2 separate regions of the Astyanax mexicanus genome follow, and region 1 is linked to region 2. The links are chromatin contacts, called in public Hi-C maps. All regions are on one chromosome and are shown on one strand. Each heading gives the region's core, a stretch centred on a gene start, on an enhancer-like site or on the middle of the called end of the contact. The rest is flanking DNA. Distances are from core to core; before and after follow the strand shown.

Evidence for each region. A called contact is a pair of places that touch in the nucleus more often than the background predicts.
Region 1: a contact with region 2 is called in a Hi-C map of blood, with 8 times the contacts expected there. The contact joins two enhancer-like sites. A contact is called at or near these places in 3 of 3 Hi-C or Micro-C datasets (blood and muscle).

What each region holds. Positions count from the first base shown.
Region 1 is chr16:15,851,646-15,855,444 of AstMex3_surface, reverse strand. It overlaps si:dkey-121a11.3, which reads left to right. Exons shown (of 11, transcript XM_022669626.2): 9 at 1,403-1,527. Among protein-coding and RNA genes, the nearest start is that of stx6, 27 kb to the right of the region's middle. Within about 2 kb of position 1,579, the one cell type or tissue checked has an H3K27ac peak away from gene starts, as active enhancers do.
Region 2 is chr16:15,785,818-15,790,235 of AstMex3_surface, reverse strand. No RefSeq gene overlaps it. Among protein-coding and RNA genes, the nearest start is that of tal1, 28 kb to the right of the region's middle. Within about 2 kb of position 1,970, the one cell type or tissue checked has an H3K27ac peak away from gene starts, as active enhancers do.

The DNA of each region.
Region 1 (3,799 bases), core at 330-2,829, 66 kb before region 2:
AAATAGCTCAAAAGCAGAGATTCTAAGCTTTAAAATGGTATATTGGATGTCTATATTGAACCTGTAACTGTTCATAACTATTCAGAAACACAGCCAGTTATGAAATATTAAATATTTCTGGCCCGCCGGTGGGCCAGCGCGTGTTAAGAGGTTAACTTTACTTAGAAGTGGGCGCTAAAAAGAAACAGTTTGTGCTATTACCCCAGAACGGGTGGAAAGGAAAGTTTACCGGCACCTTGTTCTGGCCACGGAGCTACAGTGGAAACTAGCTACCCTGAGCCACAGCCGAGAGGCAGTACGGCAGTCAAAGGTAACCGCGCGCTAGCCCAAGAGGGGGATCTTTTTCTGGCGTGGGTGAGGAATTCTGCACAACAGAGCGCCGTGTACCACATAAAAATCGAGGTCAGTAAACACAAGCAAAATCCATACACAAGGCGCACTGCATTATAAGGCGCAATGACGATTTTTGGGAAAAAATAAGTATTTTAAGTGCGCCTTATAGCCCGAAAAATACGGTAAATTGGGGAAGAAAATGGGGAAAAAAATATGTATTTTTTTTTAAAAGATAGTTTTTATTATATTAATAGTAAATAATCATCCTTATACCATTATTCAAATATTAAAGCAACTGAGTGTGTTTATGTGAGAGGTAGGTTTTTAAATCTTATTTATGAACAAATGTGTCAAAAGTATTCAGATTCTTCACTCAGGTAGAATATAGATACTAGGGTTCAAATACTGTTTTCAAAACTACTTAAAGTAGTATAAAAATAAAAGTAATATAAAGGGAAAAAATGCCAATAAGGATAAAAGCTTAGTCTGCGCCACAGGGTCCTATAGTGCACTATCCGCCCTCCCCAAAACACATTTTTCTAAAAGCCATAATGACTATAATGTTATATTAAAATGTTAATTAAAGAGTTTATTAAAGAAGCATAATTTGACATTTCACTCGAGTTCTCTTGAGTCTCTGCTATGGATCATCTTCATACTAGGCTACATATGTCTGCCATGTTCTTGCTGGAGTGTGACATGACATATATAGGTGCAATGGATCACATACAAACCAATAAGGTGTCAGAATGGTATATGTTTATATCCTGGTAGAGTGATTTATATGGATAGGTTACATGCTGTAATGAAATATGAGTAACAAGACTGTTTTTAAAGTGTAAGGAGTAGAAGTACAAAGCTGCCCAGTAATGTTTAGATAACCAAAATTTGTACTTAATTAAGGTAATAAAAGTATTTGTACCTCAATACTCGACTCTCTGTTTATGAATGAAAATGATTTAGATTTAGAATGCTGTAACTATGCATTATGTGAGATGATCACTCCAAGATAAATGTGGTTGAGTGGTTGCTCACTATTTTTTTTTTTTTTTTCATTTCTGACCACCAGGGGTCTCCCCTGGTCAAGCTGAAGAAATCCTCATCAGTGCAGAATCTCCAGAGTCCCAGGAGAAAGGGGGACCGCTCCACTGCATACACACCGGGGGAGCAGCCATGCAGCTCTGCTCTGTCCAGGTATCACCTTTAATCCATACTTATACTCATAATCATACACACACACACGCACACTCACACATATAAACACAAACTCACAGACGTGTTATGCAACTCAACTAGCTTTGACATCCTGAAATGTCATCCTCTCAGCTTGAGCTTGTTTATAAAACATGACACATATCTGCTGCAGATATCTGAAGAGGGTCCAGCCGTATCACTGCGCTGCCTCTACTGACCAGCCAAACTATTAATAATGTCACGTTGCAATGTTATGAATGAAGGGCGAAGAATGGCATGTTAAGTGTGTGTGTGTGTGAGTTTATATGAATGTGTGTGTGAGAGAGTACAGTGCATGTATTCCTGCTAAGCACAGACAGCTGGTGTGTTGTGCAACGAGCTACATACTTTCCTTTGACGACTGGGTCAGCAGGCGTGTCTGCATCACACACACACACACACACATATTCAGTCACAGAGTGCGGGGGATGGGGGGGGGGGTAAAGTGAGAGAGATAAAAATAGATGTGTGTAGGCCTGCCAAAGAAAGAAATGGAATTCAGTATGCCGGTGTGGTGGCTTCGGCACTATGTGTGTGTGTACATCAAATGTGTGTCACTCTGCTGGAGTGTCTGATTTGATAACTGTCTGGGTGCATTGTAATATTGATAAATCACACAAATGAGCCCTTTAAATCAATAACAGTGTTTGAGTATGAATTTGCATTCTTACAAATAAAAGGTTATTGTACAGCATTCAGAGAAACCTACAAGCACACACACGCACACACACACAGCAAAAAGAAGCCAGCTCAGCAATTTCGGGCTGCTCAAAAGCATCTCAGGCATGAAGGTTGATGAAGGAAAAGCGCTATTCCTTTCAATTCGTGCCAGTCCAGGAGATCAAACCTGTGACCCTTCAATATCAAACCCGTCTCTTTAACATTAAGAGCACAGTTCCCCTGTGGTTGTTTGGCTTATAAAGGCCATGTCATTCATTAAAAATATTTATTTTAAATCAAAACATGTTAAAGAACAGGATTTAACACTTCGTCATGTTAATATTTTTAATAGCATTGCCACAGTCTGGTTTGTGTAATTTATACAGAAATAATTGAATTAAAAAATAAGAGGCAACTTCAAAATGATCAGTTTGTCAGATTTTACTATTGATAGGTATATGTTTGAGTATAATTAACATTGTTGTTTTATTCTACAAACTAAATTTCTTCCAAATTCCAAATGCAGTGGTTTCATACCTCAAATAATGCATAGAAAACAAGTTCATATTCATTTAGAAACAACAATTCTAATGTTTTTAACCCAGAAAGAGTTCAGAAATTAATATTTGGTGAAGTAACATGTAAGTTTGACATGCTCTGATTTAGCCATGCTCTACACCTGTCTTTCACACTACTTTTGGGTAAACTTGTGCCATCCTGGTGCAACAATTTAAGAATTCGGATTTGTTTCATCATGGCTTGTGACCATCCATCTTCCTCTTGATTATATTCCAGTGGTTTTATTTTGATTTTGAATTTGTGAGAAATGTTGTCAGTAGTTCATAGAATAAAACAATAATGTTTTATTTTAAATAGTAAAATCAGAGAAACAAACTATTTTAAAGTGGTACACTCGGATGCCAAAAGTCATGGGACAGCAGTATGTAAATTGATCCTAAAGCGTCAGGCTACAGATTAGGAACGCACACACCTGAATACGTTGTGAGGTGTTATCCTGTGAGTGAGGTTAAACACTAGCCAACATGCTCATGGCAAGTCGAAATTAATGAATATTATTATGAAGTTTGAGCAATAGTACAGTGGGTGGTAATGATTGTGGACGGCAGCATCTGGCTAGACTTGTCCATGCGAATAGACAAGCAACTCTGTCAGAAAATCACATCCACATTTAATGCAGAAGACCTCACACATATCCTTAAGGTCAGTGTAGTATTCTTTGGCAAAAGACATGGCACATAATACATGTTCTACAAAATTTGGGTTGTCAGCGTATGTGGTTTTTAAAAATGAGTTCAAAATCCTGCTTTTGATAAAGTAACTGTTTTTAATGCTCAATGAATCCTTTCTATTAGATTTTGGAAGATTGCTGTGAGGATATGACTGCATTCAGAGACAAGAGCATTTTTGAGGTCATTTCATCCTCAAGTGCTTAAAGGGGTGTCTACAGACATTTAAACAGACAGTATAGTGTATGTAAGGTCCATATATTGTACAGAACCAAATGTGTATGAGTATGTGTGTTTGTGAATCTCAGCAGTCCATTAAGAAGAAA
Region 2 (4,418 bases), core at 721-3,220:
AAACAGTAATATACATTACTGGAATTACAAATAAAAAAGCCAAATGTTGTAATGTTCATAAAATGTTTGACTAAAAAAAAGTCTGTAAAATGTAAGCTGTAAACTGTATGTTGAATGCTGCTAGAGCTGATTTTAGACTAGTGTTCTGAGTCATGGTATTAAACCGATACATGGTATCTAACTGGAGCTGTTATATCAGCTTTAGTCTGGCAAGTGAAACACTTTACCCATTTATATCCATGTGAGTGTGTGTGGGAGTGTGTTTGTGTGAGTGTCTGTAAGTGTGTGGGGGAGTGTGTTTGTGTGACTGTGTGGAAGTGTTTGTGTGTGTGTGTGTGTGTGTGTGTGTGTGTACAGAAACATTCCCTCCAGTAGGCTAACTACACGCTTGTCAAAACAGCACCTCCTCAGATCCGTCTCTGCTCAGACAGTGCCGTCTGAGACACAGACCAATCAGACACCGCCCACGGCACCATCATACACCACGGGGTCAGGGGTCAACACCTGAGGTGCGAGAGCAAGAGCGCCCACATATGCATACACGCTCACACCAGATCTAGACAATAACATGCTGTGGTTATTCTGCTACATTTTATATATAAATATATATACACATATATATATTACTTCATTTCAGTAATCCAAAATGTGAAACTCATGCATTATATAGATGTATTACACTCAGAGTGATCTATTTTTAAACGTTTATTTCTGTTGATGATTGATGATTATGGTTTACAGCCAGTGAAAACCCAAAAGTCAGTGTCTCAAAAGATTAGAATATTATATAAAACCAATTAGTACTTTTGGCAGTGTGGGCAGTGTGCCAAATCCTGCTGGAAAATGAAATCCACATCTTCGTAAAAGTTGTCAGCAGAGGGAAGCATAAAGTGCTGTAAGATTTTCTGGGAAAACACTGCACTGACTTTAGACTTGATAAAACACAGTGGATCAACACCAGCAGATGACATGTCTCTCCAAACCATCACTGATTGGGGAAACTTCACACTAGACCTCAAGCAGCTTGAACTATGTCTCTCCACCCCTCCTCCAGACTCTGCTCCTTGATTTCCAAATAAAATTTAAAATTTACTGATGATCAGTGATGGTTTGGAGAGACATGTCATCTGCTGGTGATGATCCACTGTGTTTTATCAAGTCTTCATGCTTCCCTCTGCTGAAAACTGTTATGGAGATGCAGATATCATTTTCCAGCAGGATTTGGCACACTGCCCACACTGCCAAAAGTTCTAGTTGGTCTTATTTAATATTTAAATTTCTGAGACAATGGCACACATTTTCTGTCTGGCACTGGCCTGATGTTGGAGCAGGCTTTAGCACAGCATCTGTGTCTTCAAGGTAAGCTGTTGAGGTGGCCTCAGTATGTGGACGAGCATTTTCCTGTTGTAATATACATCTGTGTTATCTGGAGTCCAGATTACAGAAATACCATTGCATTTATAAGATCCTAAATACAGTAAAAAAAATAACAAGAATGCTTCTCTAGATTTCTAATTCCATCAGCAGCTCACCTGATTTAACACAATAAGGCACTGATTGCCAAAACAGGTTTATATAATGATAACTATAAAACTACCAAAATAGCAAATCTAATATTAACACTTTTTTAAAGATTAAAATACATTAGAAATACATTTTTACAAGTCTACAAAATCTAGATCTATATGATTCTTCTAGCACACTACTACTTTATCAGTTCTGCACAGGCCAGTGTGATGTTTATAAAACTGTAATATTGTGCAGGCCTCCACACACACACACACACACACACACACACACACACTCCCAGGCACACAGGAACCAAAACATAATTTTCCTCTCGCCTGCAGCTAAAACATAATCTGGAGCTGTCTGGGTGTTAGCATGCTAATATGGGAGATGAACCGTGAATATAAAGCGATGTGACAGACATCGTCCTCCAACGCACATGGAGCCGGTCCAGCCCGGCTTTCCAAACAGAGCGCGTTCCTCATGGCTCTTTACCCACAAGACACGGAGGAGGAGGCTGTGAATAAACCACTGTGACCTGGCTGATGAATCAGACAGCAACACAGAGAGAACAAGTGGTGCAAACACACACACACACACACACACACATGGTTGTTATATACCTCATACATGTATTTCTAATAATAATATTGTCACAGTCCCCATAATGTAAGTGTAACCCTCTAATTAATGCATTCAGCTACTTTAAATTTAAGCACCCGTTGTTGACAGAGATTGACATTGCTTTTCTAGTACCTTTAAATTAGTAAGAACAGGCCAATGTCACTAATGCACTTGTCGTTAAGTACAATCAAATCCTCACAGCAGTTCACTCCAAATTGTTGGAGAAGTCCTTCCCTGGACAGTAGAGGCAGGTCCTACAACAAAATGTATTTTCTGAAGATAGAATGAAGATAATAAACAGGTGTCCCAATAATTTTGTCCATACTGTGCATCTAAAAGAAACAATATTATGTCTCATGTCATATGCATTACATGTTGGTATATGTAAACATATATGCTACATACACTATGTATGAACCTATATGTGCAGTATATTGTACATGTATATTATATATACAATGTATGAAATGTTAATGAAAGTGTTTATATCGTAGCTGTCCAATAAAAAAAAAAACTTTTCTGGAGAGAGAAAAAAACGTCTAAACTTTCAATGAAAGATTAAGGTCATTTAAAAGTATTTATATATAGTATATATTTCATCAAGACATTTTGGCATAGTGTAAGGGACAGTTTGTGTGTTCAAATTATGTAGTAAACATAAATCTACAATTTGACCCATATGTATTATGTACAAGTATTGTAAATGTCTATATAATCTATTAGTGCATCTCATATGTATTGAATATGCATACATTTCAAAATGCAATAGCAATATATCTGGAATATAATAAGAATTTCTGGAAACACTTTCTATGAATGTTATGCTTGTTGGACTTATGCTTTGAATAGGCATTCAGTGCATAACAGATTACAACCATGTTTATTATGCATTTTAATGCATTATAAATGGATTGATTATAAATTACAATTGATTGATTAAAGCATCATAAGCTGTGTTTATCATACTGTATGTAATACCCACATGTTCCCATCATTAATGATATCATATTCAATCATAATTTATCAATGGCTAAAAGTGAATAAAGCATGACTCAACGCAACGTGTGTTTATTAATATTATCAGTTTTGTTGGTCATAAAACCGTATTAAAAAAAGGTGGAACTGAGTTTCTTGGTATTGATAAATTGCATATTATAAGCCCAGCTTATCATGCTCTACATCATTATGATCATAAGTTATAATGAATATCATATTACAGATGGATATGCATTGTTGTGTTGTGTTATGCATTATTCTAAATGCTTATAATGCCTTTTGGATGCATTGTAATTTGTTATGAATGTGTGAGTCTTATAGATGAGACATTGCTAGAAAGTGTTACAGAATTTTAACTGTAAATCTAACCCTCATTTTTAAGCCTTAAAATCTTCAGATTTAGTCAATTAAATCACAAAGTAACTAAGTGTGGATCAGTTTGCTCTTCTGCTCTTCACAGTACAGATTTGCTAGATTTGCCCTTTTACGTCACTGGTTTTCCAACAAACTCAGGACATTTTTGCTTTAAAAATGTATAAAAACAAACACACACACACACACACACACACACACACACACACTGGTGAGGTAATGCTGAGCTGCAGCGCCCCCTCCACACCAAATATAGTGTGGGCTGGGTATTTATAGAGGCGCAGAGGAGCTACAGCCGCCCGCTGTGAGGAGGATGACTCACTCTTCTGACCTGGCGAGATGAGAGAGAGAGAGAGAGAGAGAGAGAGAGAAAGAGAGAGAGAGAGACTGAGTGAGAGAGAGAGAGAGAGAGAGGTGAGAGAGAGCACATCTGCAGCCTGCTGCACCCTCCTCCGCAGCTTTTCATCTCATCCCTCGCTCTCTCTCCCTCTCTCTCTCCGCTCCAAAACATCCACATTCAGACCCTCATTGACATCATCGCCCACTGCCACAGCTCATACATCCCAGAATAGCCCGTCTCATTCGAGTAGCACATCACTTGCTACTTCATTCAGTTCAATTCAGCAAATCAGCTCTGGGACGATAATTTCTGCACTGGTTTTATCAGCAGCACGACTTTTCTGCTTGGCTTTTAATGTAGGGTCACTTTTCCATTACGAAGGGAAAGCCCATGCAACTGGCCGGGATCCTGTAATCCGTCCCTGCTGCCCGAGGAAAGCTGTGGTTTTCCATGTAGCGTCAAAGGGAGAGCCTTAATCACTGCAAGTCAACATAGCAACCTATTCAAACACGCTCTACTGCTGGGCTGGGATGGATTTAAATGGCCTGCGTGATGGAAAGTCCTATTTTTCTTCACG